Regions from separate parts of the Mus musculus genome. Here regions 1, 2, 4, 5, 6 and 7 are each linked to region 3. A link is a contact called in public promoter capture Hi-C data. All regions are on one chromosome and are shown on one strand. The core of a region is the stretch at or near the end of the contact, and the rest is flanking DNA. Distances in the headings are between cores, read along the strand shown. Region 1 overlaps Trim44 (tripartite motif-containing 44). Region 2 overlaps Trim44 (tripartite motif-containing 44). Region 3 holds the start of Commd9 (COMM domain containing 9). Region 4 overlaps Trim44 (tripartite motif-containing 44). Region 5 holds the start of Ldlrad3 (low density lipoprotein receptor class A domain containing 3). Region 6 has its middle 48 kb from the start of Gm34268. Region 7 has its middle 15 kb from the start of Gm34268.

Region 1 (3,101 bases), core at 123-2,622, 480 kb before region 3:
AGCTGCCTACCACTGTATGTAAGACCCAGAGATTAGGAGGGAGGAGAAGAAAATAAAACTGACTAGTGCGAGTATCCTGGATGCCTGCCTAAATGCCCTTACTTTGAACAGAGGTGGGAGGGCACATCAGCGTTTTATGGAAAAATAAGATAGATAGAAGGCAAATTATGTACTCAGACTATGCAAATTTGAACTCCAGCCATTTACTTGGGGCAGAGTTAATTTCTTTCCTTACCTCAGTTTCTTCATCTGTAAACTAAATAAAATGATAGCTTCCTCACAGTGAGGTACCTAGTGTGATGGCTAACTGAAGAAATACACACATCGAGCTTCTGATAGTCCTTAACACAAGAAAGACTGGGGTGTGTGTGTGCAAAACGTAGGCATGGTAAGGAGGAGTTAGTGGTGATTCAGCTTGAAGTGTGAGGCTTTAAGTACTAGAAAAGTACCCAGATAGAGAGGGTCATGCGTCAAGAGGAACACTAAGATGGGTTGCCTGGAGAGAAAATCCAGGCGTAAAGGGCCTTCTCCAAGGTTGTGATAATTGCATTCCAAAGATGGGATGAAATTGCTAAAGCAGAGTCTAGTGCTTCTCATTACTTGCAGCAATGTCCAGACACTTGATTGCCACAGCTGAGGTAGGGAGGATACTGCTGGCCATCATACAATGCCTTAGCATCTCCCAACAGCAAGGAATTACTACCTCTGAATGCCAGTGGTGCAGGGTTGAAAACTCTCAATCATAGTGATGTGTGAATAATGTGTGGCATTGCCAAGATGAAGTTGGTAATGAGGGAGCTAGAGAAGTGTCACAATTGTGAAAGAATTCAGACTAAGGGCATAGCTCCAATTCTATAGACAGTTCAGTGGGAAGCAATATGAAATTGGTGACTAATGTATTCCTTAATGGTGGGGAAGAAAGGGCTGCATGTATTACATGTCTTGATAAAGTTTGGTTAAAGCTAGGAGAGATGGGTGGTACTGATGGGCAGCATTAGCATAGGAAAAGGTTCTTCTGTGGTTTCTATACTTCTTATTTGTGCCGTGTCACCACAACTGCTGATTTGTACTCCATTCCCCTGAAGAGGGAAGCTGCTTATTTGGGTATCAAATGTGTTCAGAGACAAATCTGGATTGGTTTCAGTTTATACAGTTATATCATTTTAAAAGAAAACTATATTTGGGGTTTATTTTTTGTAAGAAAAAAATGAGTCTCTAAAATGTTTATTGACAGTCAAAGTCAGCTAGTTGTTCAGTTGTGAAAGGCAAGGCTGACTTAACATTCAGCGTCTCTGACCTTCCTCCTGTGGGTTTTCAGGGTAGAATGTGGCATGGAGCGGTTGTCACTGCTTTTGGAACAGGATGACTAGAGCTGAATCTTTGGCTTTACTGTTGTTACCAGCTGTGTAATGCTGCTTATTAGAGACAAGCACTCTATTACTGGGCTGTATCCCTACACGAAGACTTGAAACATCACTGTACTTAACGTCTTCTCAGATGTTCTCAACATCCCAGTGCAAAACCCAAGAAAGTCAGGCTTAAAACTAGGTTATGGGAATGGCTTTACTAAGAATGTTGATGATGGAATGTAGTTCAGAGTTCACATCTGCTGTGTTTCTAAACTGCTTGGTAATTTTCCCAGCCTAAGAAATGCTTTGTTGTTTAATTCATAAACAAGCTTTTTCAGTCATATATGAAAACATGGACTTGTGTGATCTTGACATTGAAAGAGGCCTACTTCTCTGGAATACATATTTATTTATTTAGGAGTACATCTTTATTAAGCCATATATATTATTATTATTGTTCTTTTTAATATGTCTTCTCTAATTAGTAAAAGGAAATAAAACCTTACTCTTCTATAGTTCAGCTAGCAAGGCGTTAATAGCTTCTAGTTCATGTCAGATACTTTGAGTGGATATTGTTTTTGAATACAAGCTTCTTTTTTTCTTTTCTTTTCTTTTCTTTTTTTTTTTTTTTTTTTTTCGGTTTTTTGAGACAGGGCTTCTCTGTGTAGCCCTGGCTTTCCTGGAACTCACTTTGTAGACCAGGCTGGCCTCAAACTCAGAAATCTGCCTGCCTCTACCTCCTGAGTACTGGGAATAAAGGGGTGAGCCACAACGCCTGGCTGAATACAAGCTTCTTAATTCAAGATTTTATGTGTTCAAATATGTGTATGTAAAGTGTCTGTGTCAGTGTACATACCTCTTGGATCTAGTCTAGCTAAGAAATATTAAATACAAGCACATAATAATATGTCATGGGATAAGATTTAACATCTTTAAGATGTAAAATCTTTATCCTGGTAAGGGACCTTAAGAGAACTGTCCTATTAAATATGGAAATAACTCAGTAAAAATTGCTAGATGCTAGAACTCCATTGCTAGATGTGATGGCGCATGCCTTTAATCCCAGCACTCAGGAGGTAGAAGCAGGCAGATTTCTTTGAGTTCTAGAACAGCCAGGTCTACGAAGAGACCTGCCTCAAATAAATTATCTAGAAGGACCTTGAGCAGTTCAAAAGTGATCAATAGAGACAGATATTATAGCAGAAAACATGTGTTACTGGACCAAACTTGACATTATGACTGTTCTTCCCCAGCGCTTCTCTTATTAACCTATAAAACAAGGTTGCCTGTAGATATTCACTGTTGTTTTCTGACCATACACAAATAACCACCAATGTTTCCAAATTATAAACAATGCTGTGTTTAAGTATTAACATTGCACCCTAATGCAGCTGTAACCAGATAGAAGATTATGTCCATAAAGTAAGCACTAAGGGTTTTGGCAAATTGGAAACCAGATGACCAAAGAGAACATGCTCCTTTTAAGTTTCCTTTGTGTTAAGAACCAAGTCTCTCAGGTAACATTTTCCTGGAGACACTCAGTGCCCTAGTAAGTACGTACGTCAAAGGAGGGGGACATAATTTTCTCTTAATTAAGTAGTTCCATCTTGGTTTAATTAGCCTCTGAGATTCCACACTCAGTTTGTTTGGAGAAGCTTGACTGTTTAGTAGATCCTCTCTAGAAAGAAGCTTCCTGATCACACTTCCACCATTCTGGGTATCTACCGTTCTTCCTTGACTTTGTAGAATTTT
Region 2 (3,274 bases), core at 339-2,838, 500 kb before region 3:
TCGACCTGCCTCAGGCTCAGCCTCTGCCTCCTCAGTGCTGGGATTAAAGATACGCACCACCACACCTGCCTCCACTGTCACCTGCCTCCTGTATCGTTATCCTGATGTGTGTTTGCTGTTTTCCTGCAGGTTCTAGAGGAAAGCTCCTAGAGCCCAGGAGCCTCAGCAGTTCAGATCTTAGATTAAGGTTTTTGATTTATTGCCATTTGATTTTTGTGTAGGAAAAGAAATATGAATCTAATTTCTTCTACAGGTGGTTGCCCCATTTCCCTAGTGTATATTTGACAGCTTTGTCAAAAATTAGGTGACCATGCTGTGTGGTTTCTGGGTCCTCTTGGTCTACATTTCTGTTTTGTACAGTACCATAAAGTTTATTCATTATGATTCTGTAATATAAGCCAAGATTAAATAATTGTGACCATTCCAGCATTGATTTTTTTTTTCCCTCCCTGCTTGGATTATTTTGGCTATTTGGAGTCTTATTCATAATGTTTGTGAAGAATGCCATTTAAAATCTGATGTGGATTATTAAATATGTAGACCACTTTTGGTGATATCATTATTTCAACAATATTAATTCTGTAGTCTTTGAGAATTGGAGGTCTTTCCATTATCTAGAGTCTTCAGTTGTTTTTTTTTTTTTTTTTTTTTTTTTTTTAAGGTCTTTAGGTTTTTTTTTTTTTTTTTTTTTTTAATAGAGGTCTTTTAATTCTGTGGTTTGGTTTAGGCTCAAGATTTTATTTTATTTTTAAGCTATTACAAATGGGATAGTTTTCCTAACTTGTTCATGCAAAGTTTGTTGTTGGTACATAATTTTTTTTTATCTTTATATCCTAATTCTTTGCTGAAGGTACCTAAGTCTGAAATTTGCCTTGTAGAGTTTTAAGTCTTTTAAGTATATGATCTACAAATAAAAAATATTTGCAGGTCTGACTTTTCCTTAGTTGTTTGTATTCCCTTCCCCCCTTTTTTCTTTTCATATTTTGAACCAACCTTGTGGTGTAATCAACTTCATCATGATATGTGATGTTTTTAGCCTATTCTTGAATTTGGTTCTCAAGTGTTTTGTTGAGAACTTTGTCATCTATAGTTGTTGTTTTGTCCTTAGGGTAATACTGGCTTCAAAAGGCAAAGCGTAAAAGGTATTTAAAAAAATGGAATTAAAAGTTAGAGCAGTCTCTTCTTGGATCCCAAAAATTGGAAACTGACATTTTGTGCTTGGGTTAGGGAAGGTAAATTGAACCTGTCAGAAGATTTATGCTGGTGCTGAGCCTGAACCCTACAAGAGTCTCAGTCACTCTTCACTTTAGTAGCTTCCTTTTGCATAGCAAAGGCTTCTGCTGTCCATATGTAGCTTTGTAGTTATTGGGTTGGGCATGCTCTTTTCTTTTTGGAGACTCCCCAGACTCTGTCCCCTAGGGTGGTTAATGTTCTCTCTGGGGTAGATTTGGAGGATGTATGTCTCCCAAGTGTATTGGGGGTGGGGATGGCAAAACAGTCTTGAGATTTGTACAGGATCTGTCTTTGACCTTTCAAAACCTAGAAGGTATTCATTAACTGCCCCACTATAGGTGCCAAGTACTTCTTTGTTCAGAGTACTTGCCTCTACAGCAAAGTATGGCAGAGTGGTGGCTCTAGCTTGCTAACCTCAGTCTCAGGAATACTGGACCTCATAATTAGCCTCTGATGATGTCTGCCGGAAAGCAGGGCTCCTTTTCTCAGTGACATCATTTCACTGAGCCTCTTGCCCCTGGATGCCTCTGCTTTTTAGTGACCTGTTCTCTCTCTACACCTGCTTTCAGGGCAGTCTCTCTCTCACTCTGGGCTTTGGTGGTTGAGTTCTGGCTCTCTGACTTAATTGTTTCCCTTTCTCAGGCCTCCAGAGTAGCTCAGTTTGAAACAGTCGGTATCTTCCCCCTCTACTTAGTGCCTGGGCACTGCTCTCCTAGTATAGCCTACCAGATTGCTGTCTGTTTGTCAGAATATGCATAAGGCTCCATAGAGTACAGGAAGGAGTAGGTGTGGGGAATACAAGCCGTGGATGGGGTGAACTTGGACCAGAATCTTCCTTTTGTAGTTTTGCATCAATTCTAGAACTTGTTAGAGACAGGTTTGCTCTAAGAGACTTTCATTTTCATTTCTATTTGGGGGTGGTTGTATTAGGGAAGCTATTCTTCATACTTGTTTTGAGGCTGAACATAGCAGGCTCAATGTAAAGCCCAATGAATGTTTGAAAATAACTCTTGAATTGGCTGGAAATGTAGAATGTAGGATTTCCTGAAGGAAGGCTCTCAGATGCTGCTCTGTGTGTCCCCTGGGGAGGCCATGCTTTTGATGCTTTGTGGGCAGGAGGAAGGATTCTGGTGGTGAAATGCATTTTTAGGAAAAGACAAAGGGTTTCCTCATCTCTAAACTAGCAAGGTACAGCTGCCTTCAGTCTGTCATCTGCTTAGGGATTCCTTCATTCTTCGTTTTCTGAAGGAAAGACAAGACAAGGCGGCAAGACATGGTTTGGTGCATTCCTTTCTTTTTTCTACAGCCAGGGGTAAAGTCATAATCCATTAGTGTTCTTGCTGAATAGCTTAAAATGGGTGCCAGCAGCTGGAAAGAGAGAGAGAGAGGGAGAGAGGGAGAGAGAGAGAGAGAGATGCTGGGGAAAGCTTTCCAGGGACAAGTGACCTGCTTGTTCAGCCAATGAAAATAGGTTAGAGGAATGATATCACCAGACAGGCTTTTTTTGTCTGATTATCTTATAAAAAGCAGGATTGTATCTGGCAACCTAAGCCTTTTTTAAGTACTAAGGTTTCACCCTCCCTGGTATATGACTTCTAAATTTCTGTTCCCAACTGTCAGTTGCAAGACCATAGAGATTAAAAGCTTAAACGAGTAGAGAAGCTAGTTTAAAAAATAGAAATTACCAAACTTTACAACCATGGCTAGAATGGAAATGTGATCTGAGTTGTGTTCAAAGAGCACATCTAAAGCAAATGCTGGGCATGGTCACATGACCTTAGACCTTCTGCTTGTAGTCTTGGGAGGGGAAGGCAGTTAGTGGGAGAAGAGCCATTAGTGTATTCTAATTTATGGAATGGATCTTCCAAAGGATTTCCTGTTTGGGAGGGATTGAATTGACTTTGTAGCTGATCTTGAGTAAGTGATTTCTGTAATATGTTTATTACATATTACAGAAATAATTGACCTTAATTGACCCTTCTCCCATAAAAAAATAACAATAATTGTCTTTATGCTTGTTTCCTTACTGAACAATAAGTGG
Region 3 (3,393 bases), core at 203-2,702:
TTGAAGTGTCAAGGAATTCTGGAGGCCAACTGCAAGTGAGCTTGGCTGTAAGATGTCAACCCAGGGGTCTTACATAGATAGCTATGCCTTGGAGCTTTACTGGATCAATGTAAATACCCCAACTGTGATATTGTTCTGTAGATATCCAGGAAGTCACCATTAAGGAACATGGGACAAAAATCTCTCTGCATTATTTCCCACAACTACAGGAGATATTATAGTTAGCTTTTAATAAAGTGTATTTAAACAATAGAGCAGTGAAAATGAGCTATTGCTACAATCATGACTGGAAGCCAGATGTGAACACTGATATGAAGAAGTGTTCCATTTCTGTGGAGTTCAGAGACTGAGTAATAGTACATGGTGTCCGAAGCTATGCACTGTTGGGAAGGCAAGTGAAGTAAGTAACCAGGGAGGCACTGGGGGTACTGGTGTCTCAGTCTGTGGTCTGGTGTTGGCTACATGAGTGTGTAGTCATTAAGGGAATTACTAATGATTTCAGTATGCTATATGTTATTTTCCAAAACTTACCAAGGAAAAGAAAATGTCCCAAGACAAGCAAGCATGGAAAAGGAATGGCTTAAATCAACCACAAGGAAGAGAAAAAGCTGCTAAGGAGAACTCTTGGATCCTAGTCACAGCTCCACTATACTAAAGCCCTTCATAGCTATTTCTTCGGCACATACTGGGTGCCAGGTCTTGTTCTTGTTGGCATAGGCTTGTGAACAATGAAGTCAAAGTGCTCAGGAGTGGACTGAGCAAATGCACACTAGGAAGATGGATAACGGAAAGGGCATTATATGTGTGACTTATAATGACAGTGTCACGAGGATCATTTCTGATCTTCAACTGGATAAGAGAGAAGAAAGGAAAACAAGAAGAAACAGAAATCATGTTCCTCAGAAGAGAACACAAAGACATCCATGGTGTGTGCACACTAGTAATAAGTCCTAAGAGGGAATGCAAAGCCACCCTTCTAAGGAGTAACTCAAACTTTATGACGTCCCTAGAAGTACTAGGGTGACAAGAAGGAGAGAATTTCCCTGAGAGAGGCGTAAAGACTGGGATGAAATGGGAACTGGTGACTGTCACCCAAGTGCTCCAATCTATAAAACCACTCGTGGTCACTAATTCTTGGGTGTATTTACATCGACTATCTGATTTTTACTTCCACCTTAATATCTGGGCGTGATTAATTTTGTTGCTCCTGTTTAAAAGCTCAGAAAGGCTGAACGATTTTCTCAGGGTCACACAAAGAAGCACTGACGCGCGGCGGGTAGGGTGGGAGTGGGACAATGCTCCAAGTCAGGGCCGGTTTATTCCCAATTCTTGCTTTGCACCAAGTCCCAGACCCTAAGACGGTGGCCGCACGCGTCCCCACCCCTTCAAGATACCTTCAGTAGGCTCTGGAGCGCCACGAAATGCTCTGCTGTCAAGGCCGCCATCTTTCTGGAGTCACGTGACAGCCGGAGCAAGCGGAGCGTGCCTCGTGACCCCTCGCAGGACATGCTGGGAGTTGTAGTTCTTCACCGTGGCTGGCGGGAACGGCGTGCAAAGAACCAGGAAGTCTTCCTCCTGTATGACTAAGCTCAAAGACCAGAGGGCTGAGATACTGAGAGAACTCGGATATAGAATGATTTCCAGGGAACAACTGGCTGGACATCCTAGGTCAGGGAAACTGGTTTTGCCTTTGCCCCTCTGGGTAGGCTGGCTGATCTGGTGAATGCACCTGCAGACTTGGCAGACACCTTGGCAACTTAGATGCCCAGAAGAGATCGGCCTACTCACCATCTGGATTTAAATGAAGCTTTGCCTATTTGAATTCTTGGAATTCACACACACACACACACACACACACACACACACGCTCACATGCCTGCAGTACTCCCTAAAAACAAAACAAAACAAAAAAAACAAAAAACAAAAAACAACGCTTCAAGGCATATAGTTTCTTCTCTGTTTGTGGAGAGATAGGAGCCTTTGTAACTAGCCTTATCCAGACAGTCAAGCTAAGTCACTTAGGGTTCTTAGTAACTTTCCTGTGGTCCAAGAAGAGGTCTGGTTTGAAGGGCAGCTGATTAGGAAAGGGGTTAGAAAGGAAGAAGGCGTGTGAAGATATTGACTATCTTAGCTCTGTGCACCTCCGGCACGGTCTCTTCTGTCTGCATTCTTTCCCTTAAAACTGAGTGTTGAGGGTCATGCAGCAAGACCTGCCAACACCTTCCTCAGAGGCAGACCCTCCAGTCTTCAGAGAGTCTGAAAGTGGCAGTCGCTGGGTCAAAGGCTTAACTACAACCTTGCTATGGGTTGAGTCTGAAATCTGTTTTGCAGGTTCATCCTGTGGTCACTTGGACCCTAGCTTTGTGGGACTGCTGAATGTTAGAACCCTTAGGATCTGGGACCTTGCTAGTGAAGGTCTCTAGTGGCAGGCCTTTGGGGGTTATGCTGCTTCTGGTTCTGGCCTGATTGCATGGTGTCTTGTCTGCTGCTGTGTAAGAAGTCTTGGCTGTACATTATTGCCACCCTGCTCTGCCATGTTGGACTACAACTTCTGAAACCATGAACCAGAATAAATCTTCCTCCTCTAAGTTGTTTCCATCTAGTTCCTGTCACAGTGACACACCAGTAACCAATGCACTTGAGAAATTGAAAGCATAACAACTCAACTGAGCCATCCCAGGCTTTCTGGCTTTGAAATATTGTATAAGTCTTTAGGTGTAGCCTTTCCATGTCTTGATTCAAAGTGGCTGCAGGCTGTGAGCTTCCAGAATGAGGTACTAACTACTGTTTGCCAGCTACTAGGGAAAGCTGACATCCAGATGGGGCAATGATGACAGCCAAAGCAGCCATTTCCCCTGGCACTTGCCCTCTTTGCTGGGTACTGTATCTACTTCAACTGCAAGATGGGGAGTGACTCCAACTTCAAGAACAGGCTTCCAGAACTAAGAAAGAAACAGAAACCTGTGAAGGAAGGATCTGGCTTCCCAAGCTACCTGACTTTAAAGATGTCATTCTTCCTTGAATAAACCCAGCCTGGTGGAGGGTTACCAGTGGATAACAGTTACCAGGGATTCAGGGAATGTGCTAAGAGTATAGACCAATCTGATGCATCCTGTTGTCTGGGAGCAGCTTCAGCAGCTGCTGCAAATGCTACCTCAGACTCCACCACCAGTGTTCCAGATGCTGCTAACCAAACTTATAACCATTAGTCAGAGAACTGTAAGTGCTCAGAACTTGGCAGGAGACGATGTGAAGCGTGCCAGATATCAGCCTGATAAAAAGGTCAAGTAAAAAGCTTCCAAAAATTCTAAACTTGGAAGCTGAGCAGCTGTGTAGGAATAAGGGCAGACATGTTTGTTATAGACTGACCAACACTGAAATCTACCAAATTAA
Region 4 (3,503 bases), core at 894-3,393, 440 kb before region 3:
ATTTTCATTTTATTCATGATCCAGAACTATTTTGACGATAAGAATATTATTAAGCAGGGTGTTATTAAGGTGCTTCTTTCAGTTATGACGAGAGGAATAAAAGCATGGATCACAAATGTGATTTAACTGAGGATAATATTTACTTTATGTAGATAGGAGCAAAGAAATGTCATCATAGGAGGCTGCCACCTCTCTCAGTCAGATGTTTGCAATGGATAATCCTCGATGCTGGTATTCTATTCTAAGAGGGAGAATCAGGAAGGAGGTTGGAAGCACTGCCAGTTCTGTTTCTCTACTGTGGTGGGAATAATGGAGAAACAGTCTCAAAATGTTCTGTGTTTGTGAAAGGCGGGCATACACATATATACACACAAACACTTACATACGTATGCAAATACACAAATACATATACCCAAGATTTCTTACTTGAAGAGAGGGGACTTAGTGCAGTCCAGACAGAATGGCCTTTGAAATTAAGATAAATGTAGATTCAAAAGTCAAAACTAAAATCATTTTTAATGGATATAACCTTGGAAACTGAGCTGACCTGTGACCTTCAGGTTTTCTACCTGTACTGTGCAGGAACAGGGCTCAGCACTCATATATTCAGTAAGTGATGGATACAGTTAGGATTATACAGGCTCCTGATGGTCCTGGCCCTGAGAACTTGCTCAGTCAGGTAGAGGTAGTGGAATGGTGGGTAGCTACAGAGTGTATTGACAGTAGGAAAACTTCTCCAACACTATTATCAGTCTAAGACGTTAATTACTGTGCTTCACTGTAGCACTTTCTGGGCCATAGTCTGTGAGTTCTGATGAAAAGGGACCTGTTTAGGCCTACCACGTAAGATGCGTCACAGGAAGTTTAAGTTGAAGAATGAAGATTAAAAGCTCAGTGATTCATTTTAGGTGGCTCAAAGAGAGCATTTAACATGGATTCAAGCTTTGAGCATAGGCACAGAACAGAAATTAGCAAAGTCTTAATAGTTAATATCCTGATAGTAACAGGCATCCCGCAAAGCAGCTGTCTCCTTGATTTCATTTTACTACCCAGGAAAGTCCTATGATGTAGTTGAAATTACTTAAGAAGCTGCATAATTTACTGAAGGTCAATCTTGGTTGTCAGCTTGACACACCTGAGAAAAGGGAACCTCCATTGAATAATTGCTTCCATCAGACTGGCCATAGGCATATCTGTGTGGCATTTTCTTGATTGATAATTGATGTAAGAAGGTCTAGCCCACTGTGGGTATTACATCCCTAGGCATGTGGGCCTGGGCTGTATTTAAAAAAAAAAAAAAAGCTGATCCAAGCCCAGAGGCTGTGAACCAGTAGAAACCTAACTTTCCTCAATGATGTAACTGTAAGATGGAACACACACACACACACACACACACACACACACACACACACACACACCTATACCCGTACCTGCCCTCCCTACACAAACACAGAGCACACAACTATAGACAGGTGCTTTTGGTCATAGTTTTTATTCACAGCAACAGAAATCAAACTAGAGCATTAGTAAAGGCTAGGATGAAAACTGTGTCTTAGAGTATAAATCTTAAGAGTACATATTTTCCTACTATACTGCTATTAGATCATAGAGCCCACTTGCTCAATTCAATAAATATAATTTCTAAATTGCAAGATAGAAATAAAATCTATGATGTATTTTAAGTAATCTAAAACTTTAATGGAAAAAATCTTAACATTAAGCTGTACTCATAAAAATGTCAACTTTATTTTTTTAGGATAGAATTAGCATTAATATTCTTTTCCTATGAAGACCTGAATGATATATCTAATTATTCATTAAATATATGTCTATAATTATAATATATTATAATCAATTATATATTTAATTCTTATATGAAAACTAATTAAGTACTTGAAAAGCTTTAGCTAGAAGATTACGACTGTCATGTCTTGCTTGTTGCTCTCTTTGCAATGTGCTAAATAAATTTGTTCCCCCTCCCAAAACAAAACAAAAAACTAAGAATTTCACAATCTGAAGTCCATTGAGGGTAAGTGAGGGCCCTTGAATATGAAAGGATTTTGAAATAGTGCTAAAGAGGTGGCTCAGCAGTTGACAGCACTTGCTGCTACTCTTGCAAAGGACCAGAGTTCTGTCCCCGCACTTAAAATTGGTCAGATGACCACCTGTACCTCCTGCTCCAAGGTATCTGACACCCTCATGTATGTCTGTACACATGCACTCACATACACATGAAAATATTTTTAAATTTATGAGTTACTAACTGAATTTTAAGACTGCAAACTTAAGTCATCAATCAAATCTGTCCTAAATGTATGTTTTTTCTGCTTTGAATAGCTTTTACATTTCAGATCAGTATTTAAAATCTAAATATTTCACATTAAAGAGCAGATTTTCCAGCTTCTTTCAGGATAACTTTAGCAACATTGGGTGACTGTTTCTCCAGGATGGTCACCAGCTAGAACTGGAGTGTGTGTTTCACTGTACCACAGTCTGTCTTCAGCCCAGTTCATTTACTTGTTCTACCTGTCATACCTTGAAAGATTTGAGTCTGTCTTGCTGAGGTTAATCTAGCTCCTGACTACTAAGTACTGACAGAGAAAGACCATGTCCTTGGCTGTACTCCCCACTCTGTACACACTGACCCATTGTAGTTTTGTGCTTTGCTCCGTTTTTAAATGTTAAATTATTCATATAAGCTTGTCGTTTTTATTACGCTATGTCTTTTAGAAGAGGAGTCACATTCTCATCAAGTAACTCAACAAATACTGTTGGTATTGCGTAGGGAGCTGGAAATATAATAAGATATAATCTTCCAGTCTAAGGAAAGTCATAATCTAGCCTTGATTATTTTCAATTTAAGAAAGTATCTAGCACCCTTATAGGTACCAAGGCATGTTCAGAACTTACTTGCTAGAATGTGGTTATTAACAGCATAGGATTTGACATCACAAAGACCTTATTAAATCAAGTGTGGTGGAGTGGAGTGTGCCTATACACACGGCACTTGGAAAGGGTGAGGCAGAAGAATTGCAAATTTGAGGCCAGTCACATATGTAGCAGAGGCTTGTGAAGGCTTGATGCCCCAGTGTAGGGGAATGCCAGGACAGGGAAGCACGAGTGAGTGGGTTAGTGAGCAGGGGAAGAGGGGTGGGATGGGGGGGACGGGGGGAAAGGGGATAAAATTTGAAATGTAAATAAAGAAAATATCTAATAAAAAAAAGAAAAAAAGAAATGAGAAAGAGTGAGCACGAGAGCACACTCATCTTAATACTTGCTAAATAGAAGACAGTGTTGGCTTATTTACAAATGTTAATCATGCCATAAGCATGCATACATAATGTCTCACCATTGACCACATGTCATCATGCATGCAAATCTGTGTTACATTATTTGGTGGTATTATTTTGGGGGTATTTTGGAAAGAAAGCTAATAATCTTACTTTAAGACAGAGGCAGTTATATGAATCCCAGAGACAAGTTGGTTTGTGAGAGAGTGAGGG
Region 5 (3,460 bases), core at 404-2,903, 300 kb before region 3:
ACACATGTATGTATGTATATATATATATATAAATATATAATTTTTTAAAAAGTGGAAGGTAAAATTTCTATCATTTTGGATAGTGCAAAATATTTGTTAACAGACATAAGACAATTTCTCTCCTGAAATCCTATGACTACATTAAATGTGAATTACAAGAAGTCATTTCCCAGCAGTGTTAGCTTGACAATTTAAACACATGTGTTTTCTCACTCTCTCTCCACACACACATGCACACACACTCTCTCTCTCTCTCACAATACACACATGCTTACACACATTCTCTCACACACACATACTTACACACACACTCACACACATACACTCGCACACCACACTACGCTCACATACCCACATGCATGCACCACACACACACACACACACACACACACTCAGCAACAGCTAAAGAATGACTTTAATTTCCAGCAGGGAAAACTCTCAGGCTCAGTGGCTTTGGGGAGTGGGAGCTGCAACCCAGAAATCTTTTCCTGGGAGTAGAATTGTATTAAACGCTGAAATTAACTTTTGTTTATTGAGCATTTCCATGATCATAGCTCAGATCCAGTGGCCACATCATCTTTGAAGCTGCAGATAAGTTCTGTGTCTTATGGTCTTCTGAACTGGGCTTGTTCACGGTGGTAAGTAACGATGTGTGGCTGTTGAGAATGTTTTCCCTTCCTTCCTTCCTTTCTTTTCTTTTTTTTTTTTTCTTTTTTTTGAGCCTCAGAGACTTCATTTGTGTCACAGAAACATTACTGTCTGTCTTCAGAGGTTGTTGTAAAGGTAAAGTGTGACCATGAGAGTGCCATGCCTGAAGCAGACTAGTGCCATCCTCCTGCAGCTTTCTGGAGGATGCTAAGTGAGATTCAGCTGTTCTGGTCAGTGTTTGCTGTAATGCCATGAATAGTAATGTTATCGCCTTGTAACAAAAGACTTTTTGGTGAAAGCAATAACCCAGTGAATGCACTCAGTCTTTTGGTTAGTAACCTAGATGCAGCTTAGAGGAGCACATGGACTTAAGGCAATCATGGCTTCCTCTGGGGCTGGGGGCTCATTTGAAGGTCTAACCAGAGAAGGTCAATTGCTCTCAACTGCTAAGTCATTTCCTCAGCTCCATGATAATAGGCTTTCCTTAAAAAACAGTGTATAATGCCCAAACAATGGAAAATGCATAAAGTTTTGGGGATTTAAAACTCTCCTCAGTGTTCTTAGATCTCAGGATGAAATGTCTTCTCTGCTCCTCCAGTGGCTCCAGGAACTACCATCCTGAGAATCACCCCCCCCAGTTTATTAGAAATGCAGACCTGTTGAGTGGAAGTGAGCTTTATAACGGGGTCGCCAAGCCTGCCTGATACATTTTGGAGTTTGAGAAGCAACGGTCGTATTTCACTGTCAACAATGAAAAAAAGTTTTCTCCTAAGAACCGGTTCTTCAAACTTTTTTCTTCCATCTAGGCTCTGGGGAGATGGTGACTCTCTCATCCCCGCAGGATGCAGGAAGAAAGGGAAACCGGCCGAGAGAAGAGCCGGGGCAGTTAAGAATTCCTCGCAATTTGACCCCTGAGGCAGCAAAAACTGGATCCGCCGGACCTTTGTAACCTGGACCGTGGAGGAGAGCTCAGGCGGCCACATTCAACTGTGAGCGTGCAGAACTTGGCTGAGCTCTCTGGCCTGGGAGGGCGGGGGCGTGGCTGGGCCGGCGAGAGGGCGTGGCCGGCGCCGAGAGGCGGGGTCTGACCGAGGCCGCGGGGCAGCAACGTCGCTGGGCAGCGGAGCGGCGGCCGCGCCATGTGGCTGCTGGGGCCGCTGTGCCTGCTGCTGAGCAGCACTGCGGGTGAGTGGGGGGCGCGTGACGCGCTTCACCGAGCGCCGGGCGCGGGGGCTGCCTCGATCGTCCCTGCTCCGCGCGCGGGCCTGGGCTGCGGGCGTGGGTGTGCGCGAAGGGCGGACCTCGGCGCCGGGCTGGCCGGGACCCCGCGAGGGGCCGCGGCGGGGCGCGCGCCGCGCTATTGTGTGGGCCGGCGCACCGGGTGCTGTTGTCGTGTGTGTGCGCGGGCGGAGCTTTGTGCGGCGCCGGCTCCCTAGAGCCGGGCGGCCGCCCGGATTGGGCGTAGTTCGAGTGTGGCTCTGTGTGCTGGGAACCGAGGAGGGAAAGGAGAGGACTCCACTCTTGATTTCGGGTCTTCCCGGATTCCCTCAGCCTTTAACATACACTTTTCTGCCTCAGTTTCCCATCTACGCTCTCCCCGCATCTGCATCCCAGCTTCCTTTCTCTTCTTCCCTGGACCGTGTCTGGTTTGGGAATAGCGAGATGCAGTAGGGAATGGACATGGAAATCATTCGTTCATCCTGGGAGCAGATCTTTTACTTCTGTCGTCTGTCGAAGATGCCTTAACCTTCAGGGAGCAGGGAAGGAAAAGAGGACCGGGGCTTCCTCTAACGGCCGTTGGTCCCTGCATCTCAGAGCGCGTGCATCCTGAGACCCGCAGGGTCCCTCCCAGACAGAGTGCTGTTCCCAGGAACTTTTCTGCTGATGTGGGCACGCTCCGAATTCCAGCTTGGAGCCCTTCCCCTCTGCCTCTGCCCGCTGGCCACAGCTGTCAGCAGCCCCTCCACAGCTCTGCCCGCCCTTGGCCCCTGATGCTTATTTCTGGGCAGCTGATGCTCACAGAACTTTCTTTACTGAAGATTTCATGCTCTGTGGCCGTATCATTCACACGTCTAATTTATGTCGGATTTTTCCAAATACTTCCAGAAAACTTGGCTGCTGCGTTGTGTTTGTTGTGAGGGAAGTCAAAACCTTTCTGAGCTACCCCTTGCAGATGTCCAGCAACCCTCCCTTCCTAGAAGTTGCAAGTCCTGTGCATCCTCTCAAATGACTGGCCAGCGGGACCTCCCCCTCCCCCATCATCCCCACTCCTCTGAGACTCCATTTAAATGTCTTGTGGGCTTGCTCAGTTTCCAGTGAGGGGTTAGGCTCCTGTGGCTGCTGTAGGTTTTTTTTAAAACCAAGACTGAGGGTTTGTGTTCTGTTTGTCTGGAGTTATGGGGATTGGGGGGAGGGGGTTGTGGAGAAGGAAGGGAGGGCAAAGTGAATTAGGCAGCTATAAGCAGGTGCAAGTTATTTGGAGGTTGTTAGAGCAGGCTCAGTTCCAGGGCATCTCAGACATGAAGATCTGCCCGGATTCACACATTTAATTCACATAGCAATGGCATGTCCCTTGGTAACACCCCAGCTGGCTCCTCTGTGTGTTCTCTGCTTAGGACCAGTGGACACTAATTATCACATCTTCTTGTTGTACTGGGTCGCATGAGTTGAGTTCACAAAAAATTATATGTTTCTCCCTTTCAGCAATGGTTATTTAATATGCCTGTGGACGTATACCATAGAGCAAGGAAGTGCAGTAGTCACCGTGAGCCATAGTTGGGGTAGGGGAGGGACCGCCAGTGTTCCTTGGCTG
Region 6 (3,094 bases), core at 474-2,973, 410 kb before region 3:
GAAAGAGTTGTGTTAAGCAGTTTCACACTGTGCAGCAGCAAAGATTTTTTTCCATACCTAGCCTTTTGCTGTTTGTTACAGTCAGAATTTTGTCTTTTACTGTAATGTCAACCAACCATCTTCCCTCTACTTAAATATTTTTCATCATTTCTTTGCAACCAACATTCTTTCTACCTTTTGTAGAAGAGATGAAATCATAATTCACTTCAGAACCATACAGTCAGCTCCAGGAAAGGAGAGAGGTGGGAAATGGCCATGTTTTCCCAATGATAATGTCTGTAACTCTGGGTGCCACTCAGCCTGCAGAGGTGGTTTCTTCAGACCTCAGAGTGAAATGGGTCTGCAGGCATGTCACTACAAGGAAATTCTGTTTGCTTCTCTAAACCAGAGCACTTTAAAACATTCCTGTGTCCCAGGCCAGCAGATGAAGTCCAGAAGAGGCTGAGCCCTCTGCTTGACTTTGAGAACATTAAGTCCAAGGATGTAGCTGTTGGCTACATGCTATTTTATTGTAACATCAAGATGACGGGGATATTAACTGAAAGTAACTTAATTTGTTTCAACACCCATTAAGAGACCTTTTGTACTCAGGTGTAGACTTTATCCTAAAATTAAATTCAACCTATTCCAAGAGGCCAGTACCACCACCATAGGAGACTATACTTAAGACAGTGGTCATGGTGAGAGTGGAAGGAAGGGTGGTTTTGGGTTGAAATGACAAATTACTGATAGCAATGCTCTCCTGTTAAAATGGGCAGCATATTGTTATAAATTGTAGTCACCTATTATGGTACAAAAGACCAAAACTTATTCCTCCTCATATAACTGTATTTTGGTCCCCATTACCCAAGCTGTATTCCCTAACCTTACAACCTTTAGTTCCCATATTCTACTTATTCCATCTGTGACATTCACTTTTTTAGTGAACCTTTAGTTCCTCTCTTGCTCTATGGGATTCATTCATTCATTTCTTTAATTAATACCTTTTGTTCCTATATTCTACTGTTTTTCTTTAAGATTCATTTCTTAACCTGTAGTTCCTCTAATCCACCCTCTTTTTCTACAAGGTTGATTTCTTTAGTTTCTTCCTACGAGTGAGAAGACAGTACTTGTTCTCTGAATGCATTTCACTTTACATCATACTTTCCAGTTCCATTCATAGCAGAATGAGAGGGGATGCCTCTGAGGTCAAGCCCAGGCTGGGCTTACAGAAGCAAGACAAAACAAAGACAAAATCAAAATCCAAACAAAAAACAAGGAAAGAGGCAAAAGTGAAAGATGACTATTGTCTCAACACTTCTACTTGTTAACTGAGAGATTAGAACACATTTGCCCTGGAAGATAGTGCTTGTCTGCTCTAAGAAAAGCATTCCTATTGAAATCATACCTATCCCTCATTTTTCCAAATATACTTGCCTGTCATTTACTAACGTTGCTTGCTAAGCCTTCCCCCACCTCTGACAAGAGGACAAGTCTCGGAGGAAGAACCAGTCACCTCGGGACTACCCCTTGTGGGATACAAGTGGTACCCACGCAGAATGTTCACTCCACTCTTGAGAGCCAAGCCATAGGCATTCTTTTACTGTGTGCTACGGAAGGTCATCACTGCCCTGGGGAAGGCAGCTTCACAATGGCTTGCTTCCTCCTCATCACTGGCGGGTCTCAGGGGAACGACCGACTGCTGCCTCGCCTGGCTCATCATCAGCTGGCAGACACCACAGCAGGCAGAAGTGAGCCAGAGTTCAGGCTTCCCCCATCTTTCACCCACCTACCTCCTTCCATTCCTTTACCCCTTCTTCCAGTCTCCATCTGGAAACCATGAACTTCAAGGATTCCAGACACATATTCTCAGGTTTCAGATGTTTGGGAAATTTCTCAGCTTGGATCATTGTTCTGGAGTAAGAGGATTTGGTTGGGAGGGGGAGGGGAGAACTAGCTTAGATCCTTTCACAGAAGAGAAAATAAGGTGTGGTGTGGACCCAGCCCTTCAAACCACACACATTGCCCAGCTCCAGAGAAAATATTTCTGTTTCCCTTGGGAGGTAGTAATAGAAAAACAAAATCTCTGCTCATAAAAACCTTCTTTGCCTTCTGTGTTATAAACACAACTAGCATCGGATAATGTGATGTAATTGATCTTGCGTGTGTCAGTAGAGGAGAGTCCCCAGACGATGGAACGAAGAGTGATGGGATAAAATAAAAAACAGAATTGAGACCTAGCTTTTTGGGGGATTGCGGAGGAGAGGACAGTTAGCAGGAATTACTGCTCAATGCTACTGTGATGTCTCTAGGAAGAATTAGCATGTGTCTTCTGCCTTTGGAACATGAAGTGAGACTTGCTCCTGAGCCTGGGTTTCAGAAGTAAACAGTCTTGGTTCTATTACTATGTCTTCTCCTAACTTTGGAAGGAAACAAGCCTTTTAAAAAAAATGGTAGCTTTTGATAACTAACAGATGCTGTGCATGGACTGTGTCCTTACACTAGCCCACACAGCCTTTAGATCCTCCTTCAGGCTGTTACACCTGTTGCAAGGACTTCAGATTACAGTGTGTTTGTTTATTCTTCATAGCTGTCCCTATTCCTGGCTGCTGTGTTACCAGTGCTAACAAAATTGCTCACCTGATGTAGCTATGCAGACATTTTGTGAATATATTCTCTTTCTCTACATGTTATATCATAATGCTGAGAACTTGAAGACACGATGTCTAAAACAGGTGGTACTACCAATAGACACCTGTTTGTCCTAGAATAACAACGAAGAGAGTTGAGAAACCTAACTCCCATCCCTACTCTCCCACCAAGAGACTGTGCAATCTCTAGCAGCCATGTCTTTCTACATACTCCTAAAATAAAGGTAGAGCCCTCTAAGATGGAGATTTTCCATTTTCTTCCAGCTCTGCAATTGTAGAATCTTAGTAAATGTTACCCAGGCTTCAGCTAGGGTTCTTACTCTATGTCAACTAAGAGCCGCAGGGCCTGTTTAAGGGCTCTACCTTACGGATATTCCCAGCAGGCTTCCTTTACCCCAATTTGAGTTTACATTCATGTTCTGAACTAGAAGCCCAAGTGTAAACTTACCAAAGATGAGAGTTTG
Region 7 (3,554 bases), core at 450-2,949, 350 kb before region 3:
CCCAGCCCCCAGCCCCCAGCCCCTGTGAAAAGTCCTATGGCACACACAGCTTTCTATGTGGTCAGAACCCGAAGGGGACTTGCATGCAGACATCTGGGCTATCTTCTCTGATCAGCTCTTTGAAATCCCTCCTCTCTCTTCATCCCACCAGGGGGACCGTTGCTGTCGGTGGAATCTATTACTTGTGCTGCCACTTAAATGTGCCCTGGGCAGAAAGCTGGGTTCTATGTTGCTTGGCTCATGTGTTTCTTTGCTCAGGATTCACTGAGTGAGTTTTCTTAAGTCGTTATAAGCCCTGAACAAAGCTCTTGGCACATATTAGGTGCTTAGTTGGGTGTTTCTATAGGAGGAGAGCAGGATAAGTCTGGCTTACTGGAGTCCCAGATCTGGAAATACCCGGTAAGCTATTGAAATGACCACCCAGAGAACCACACTTACCCCTTTCGCCCACCCCTGGCTTCCCTCAGTAGTAACTTATTTCTTCAAAAGCTGGTGAGCATTTCCTGCACATTTGAGCAACTCGTTAGTGGGACTCAGAGCACGGATTGCAGGACCCGAACCACATTCATTCACAACTGAGATGCACATGGTCCCATGTGGGATTTGGTAGACTTTTTCTAAATCAGCTAAATGTTCTCTGGAAGAATTATTGGCCGGGAAGGGTGACCGTGAAAAACTTGGCCTAAAACATCATTCAGATAGATCCTGGAAGCTATGCACAGAGATTTTCATGTTACCAAGAAAAGGGCTCCAAGTGCTGTTCATAGCCTCAGAGGAAGGCAGTGCAGGAGGTCTCAGTGGGCAGAACCCACGCTGGGGCACTACTACAGATGAAAGCAGCCCCAGCCTAGGCCTCCGGCCTCCTTGCATTTGCTTGGATGAGCTACCCAGGCTCCTGGGTTTGGTTTTCTGTAGCAGCAAACCAATGAAAATACAAGCATTTTCTTTTGTTTTCATCTCCACTGGGAAGACCAAGCTTGCTTCAGAGAATCAACTCTCTCTGTCTCTGTCTCTCTCTCACCCACTGTAACTAATGTCACAAGCACCCTGTGCCCCATGTGAGACGTGTCACCTGACTTTGCATCATTCACCCTTTTCTTGCCTTAGGGATAATTTTTACCCTTTAGTTTCTTATTTCCTTCCAGCCAACATTTCCTCTCCATCCACAAACACTTTTCTCTCCATGCCTGCAGTTTAGTTCAAAAGCACCGAAGACAAACAAGGGATTGAAAGGACTTAATGTGCGAGTGTTTTCATTTTCCTCTAGGGGAAAAAGAGACAACAAGTTATGAATTTCTTCGTAACAAACAAACTGTTTTCCATATGTCTCAGGGAGAAAACTGCTTCCCTGTGATTCCGGCACATTCCTCTGTCAAATCCAGCAGGGCGATCCTGGGAGCAGTCGGTTTTCTTCTGTTGAGGGTTGGGGGGTGGGGGGGGGGTGGGACAGGGGGAAGTGTAGGGGGGAGAGGAGGGGGAAATGTGTTTTCCAACTCGCAGGCTGATCTCTGAGCTATAGCAATTATGCCTTCAGAGCCTGTTCCAGCTCCCTGCCAGAAAGGGAGCCGGAAATGGGCCAGGGAGCAGGGGGTTGCTACTCTGAGCGCTGAGGCTTGTGGGTACAGTCCAGTGAGACCTTGCCTCATGGCCTGAGGCAGCTGCTGCAGCCCATCCCTGATTCTAAGCAGAGTTAAGCAGCTGCTTGTGTGCAGAGTAAAGCATCTGCCTCCCAAAGAGGTGTAGGGTTGGGGCTGTACACTGTGCAGAAAGATGGTCCCCACGTGCCTGCCGCACTGCTGCCTTCTGGATTCTGGATCCTGAGCCAGCTACAGCCCTCTCTCTCAAACCCTGGGCATGGATCCTGGGGTGGCTCCTCCCATCCTCCTAGGACCTCCAAGGCCCTTAACAGCCTTCAACAGTTCCTCCCTTGCTTTTTACCAGGAAGCCCATGTTCCTCAGATTCTCCCCCAGGCTCTTCACAGGCAGCCATGCCCTCCCCTCCCCTCCCCTCCCCTCCCCTCCCCTCTGTCCCTTCCCATCTCTGCCACCTGCTGTCCTGTAGCAAAAGAGATGTCCACAGCCTCTTGACCACCATGAACTTCCCTTTAAATTGAAATGTGGCTCCTGGAGATGAAATATCAGTGTCTGAGCGCTGCTTAACTGCCTCTCTGCTTATCCTTAGTCTCAGAACAGGATTCTTCCTGAAGGACACCTTCTCTGCTGGCTACAGCATTGTTTGACAGTGCTTCCCTCCTCTTCAGGTTAATTTCACACAGGGAGGGGTAAATGTGAAGGGGAGGGTTCCAAAATGAAATGGAGGGAACCATGGAAGGGAACCTTTATCGGCCTTTATCATAACTGCCTCCTCCTCCCCTCCCCCTCCCCATTCCTCTTCCTCCTCTGCTTTAAGACAGTTTTGTGTATCTCAGGCTGCCTTCAAACTCACAGTATAGCAGAGAAGGACCTTGAGTTCTTGATCTCCAAGCCTCTACTTCCCAAGTGCCAGGGTTCAAGACATGTTCCTTACGTCCATTCTATAGGATATGAGACTTGAACTCAGGGCTTTCAGCATCCTAAGCAAGCACTCTACTACCATAGCTTAGCTCTCTTTCTATGTAATGCACACGAGCTCCTTTACGGTACAGTTTTGTTCTGTTTTGTTTTGGTTTGTTTTTGTAAATTAACCTCCCCTTCCAGCATCCAACAGAGGAGACAGCACAAACAGGCCTTGGATAAGAGCTGCTACTGGAGACCCATGACTAGCCTCTGCTCCGTTTCTGCGCTCGTTTTCAACTACACTGCAACAGCTGTCCCAGCAGGGTCACCTGTAGAAAAGACTCAGGGAACAAAGAAATTGGCTCCTTTGAGAACCAACTTCTGCCGTAATGTTCCCTGCCTCAGGCATTATTTAGGGATGGTAGCGTGAAGCCTGAAGAATGGCTCCTTAAATTTTTTGACAGCACTTCCTCAAAAGATGCCTCCCGAGGACTGGAAAAGCAGCTCTGTTCCCTGGTTGTGACCTGGCAGAGGACGCAGCACACACATGAACTCCAGTTCCAGGGCACCCTATGCTCTCTTCTGGCTTTCATAGACATCAAACACATACATGGTTCACATACACGCATGCAGGAAGACACTCAAACACACATTTAAGAGGAAGATGCAGCCCCATTCTCCCTCTCTTGAGCACAGGTGGGCCCTAAGGAAAGTCTCCCATGAATGAGATGTTGCAAAAGGCTGTCAATTTTGAGGCCATAAAAGACATGGATGTTGCTGTGGTGCTATGGTGATCCTTCCATCAGCTCCTGGAGAGACCCACACAGGCACAGAGAATTCCTGCCCACAGATACTGAGTGACCACCTTGGGTGAAGATGCTAAGCCTTCAGATGACTACAATCACAGCCAAACCTTGGTGGTGATCTTGGGAGAGAACCCCAGCCACAGCCACTCAGCTCAGCTATTCCCAGATTCCCAAGCCACAAAATCTAGGTGACAAATGTTTGCCTTAAACCACTAACTTTGAAGCAGCAACTTAGAATGCAGCAGTAGCTAA

What was found. Promoter capture Hi-C pulls out the DNA fragments that hold promoters and counts their contacts.
Region 1: a contact with region 3 is called in a promoter capture Hi-C map of 3T3-L1-derived adipocytes, with 2.8 times the contacts expected there. The contact joins the enhancer-like site here to the promoter of Commd9 in region 3. A contact is called at or near these places in 21 of 39 promoter capture datasets (the 3T3-L1 cell line, 3T3-L1-derived adipocytes, the C10 cell line and 13 more), 1 of 115 datasets of contacts at active chromatin or transcription factors (forebrain) and 1 of 9 other capture datasets (macrophages).
Region 2: a promoter capture Hi-C map of liver shows a contact between it and region 3, with 2.9 times the contacts expected there. The contact joins the enhancer-like site here to the promoter of Commd9 in region 3. A contact is called at or near these places in 16 of 39 promoter capture datasets (the 3T3-L1 cell line, 3T3-L1-derived adipocytes, the C10 cell line and 7 more), 1 of 484 Hi-C or Micro-C datasets (regulatory T cells), 4 of 115 datasets of contacts at active chromatin or transcription factors (embryonic basal ganglia, embryonic forebrain, forebrain and 1 more) and 3 of 9 other capture datasets (adipose tissue, embryonic stem cells and macrophages).
Region 4: a promoter capture Hi-C map of pre-B cells shows a contact between it and region 3, with 3 times the contacts expected there. The contact joins the enhancer-like site here to the promoter of Commd9 in region 3. A contact is called at or near these places in 15 of 39 promoter capture datasets (the 3T3-L1 cell line, 3T3-L1-derived adipocytes, the C10 cell line and 7 more), 3 of 115 datasets of contacts at active chromatin or transcription factors (embryonic basal ganglia, embryonic stem cells and large pre-B cells) and 1 of 9 other capture datasets (adipose tissue).
Region 5: a promoter capture Hi-C map of the HPC-7 cell line shows a contact between it and region 3. The contact joins the promoter of Ldlrad3 here to the promoter of Commd9 in region 3. A contact is called at or near these places in 24 of 39 promoter capture datasets (the 3T3-L1 cell line, 3T3-L1-derived adipocytes, the C10 cell line and 16 more), 5 of 484 Hi-C or Micro-C datasets (the HPC-7 cell line, bone marrow-derived macrophages, embryonic stem cells and 1 more), 3 of 115 datasets of contacts at active chromatin or transcription factors (embryonic forebrain, embryonic stem cells and large pre-B cells) and 1 of 9 other capture datasets (liver).
Region 6: a promoter capture Hi-C map of the 3T3-L1 cell line shows a contact between it and region 3, with 6 times the contacts expected there. The contact joins the enhancer-like site here to the promoter of Commd9 in region 3. A contact is called at or near these places in 17 of 39 promoter capture datasets (the 3T3-L1 cell line, 3T3-L1-derived adipocytes, the C10 cell line and 11 more), 1 of 15 datasets of contacts at CTCF or cohesin (large pre-B cells), 3 of 484 Hi-C or Micro-C datasets (the HPC-5 cell line, embryonic stem cells and nephron progenitors), 4 of 115 datasets of contacts at active chromatin or transcription factors (acute myeloid leukemia, embryonic forebrain, embryonic stem cells and 1 more) and 1 of 9 other capture datasets (macrophages).
Region 7: a contact with region 3 is called in a promoter capture Hi-C map of embryonic stem cells, with 2.6 times the contacts expected there. The contact joins the enhancer-like site here to the promoter of Commd9 in region 3. A contact is called at or near these places in 5 of 39 promoter capture datasets (the 3T3-L1 cell line, embryonic stem cells, hippocampal neurons and 1 more), 1 of 484 Hi-C or Micro-C datasets (embryonic stem cells) and 1 of 115 datasets of contacts at active chromatin or transcription factors (large pre-B cells).

What each region holds. Positions count from the first base shown.
Region 1 is chr2:102,360,987-102,364,087 of GRCm38.p6, reverse strand. The region is part of intron 2 of Trim44 (tripartite motif-containing 44); the gene reads left to right. Among named protein-coding and RNA genes, the nearest start is that of Gm52521, 3.7 kb to the left of the region's middle. Within about 2 kb of position 1,372, at least 10 of the 459 cell types and tissues checked have an H3K27ac peak or open chromatin away from gene starts, as enhancers often do. A contact at or near this core is called in 3T3-L1-derived adipocytes, where this site is marked.
Region 2 is chr2:102,383,000-102,386,273 of GRCm38.p6, reverse strand. The region is part of intron 1 of Trim44 (tripartite motif-containing 44); the gene reads left to right. Among named protein-coding and RNA genes, the nearest start is that of Trim44, 16 kb to the left of the region's middle. Within about 2 kb of position 1,588, at least 74 of the 459 cell types and tissues checked have an H3K27ac peak or open chromatin away from gene starts, as enhancers often do. A contact at or near this core is called in liver, memory CD8 T cells, pre-B cells and 2 more, where this site is marked.
Region 3 is chr2:101,884,321-101,887,713 of GRCm38.p6, reverse strand. Commd9 (COMM domain containing 9) reads right to left here and starts at 1,452. Exons shown (of 6, transcript NM_029635.3): 1 at 1,395-1,452. The coding sequence starts at 1,445.
Region 4 is chr2:102,324,666-102,328,168 of GRCm38.p6, reverse strand. The region is part of intron 4 of Trim44 (tripartite motif-containing 44); the gene reads left to right. Among named protein-coding and RNA genes, the nearest start is that of Gm52521, 40 kb to the left of the region's middle. Within about 2 kb of position 2,143, at least 1 of the 459 cell types and tissues checked has an H3K27ac peak or open chromatin away from gene starts, as enhancers often do.
Region 5 is chr2:102,184,653-102,188,112 of GRCm38.p6, reverse strand. It overlaps Ldlrad3 (low density lipoprotein receptor class A domain containing 3), which reads left to right and starts at 1,653. Exons shown (of 6, transcript NM_178886.3): 1 at 1,653-1,833. The coding sequence starts at 1,788.
Region 6 is chr2:102,293,705-102,296,798 of GRCm38.p6, reverse strand. No RefSeq gene overlaps it. Among named protein-coding and RNA genes, the nearest start is that of Gm34268, 48 kb to the right of the region's middle. Within about 2 kb of position 1,723, at least 44 of the 459 cell types and tissues checked have an H3K27ac peak or open chromatin away from gene starts, as enhancers often do.
Region 7 is chr2:102,229,781-102,233,334 of GRCm38.p6, reverse strand. No RefSeq gene overlaps it. Among named protein-coding and RNA genes, the nearest start is that of Gm34268, 15 kb to the left of the region's middle. Within about 2 kb of position 1,699, at least 63 of the 459 cell types and tissues checked have an H3K27ac peak or open chromatin away from gene starts, as enhancers often do. A contact at or near this core is called in embryonic stem cells, where this site is marked.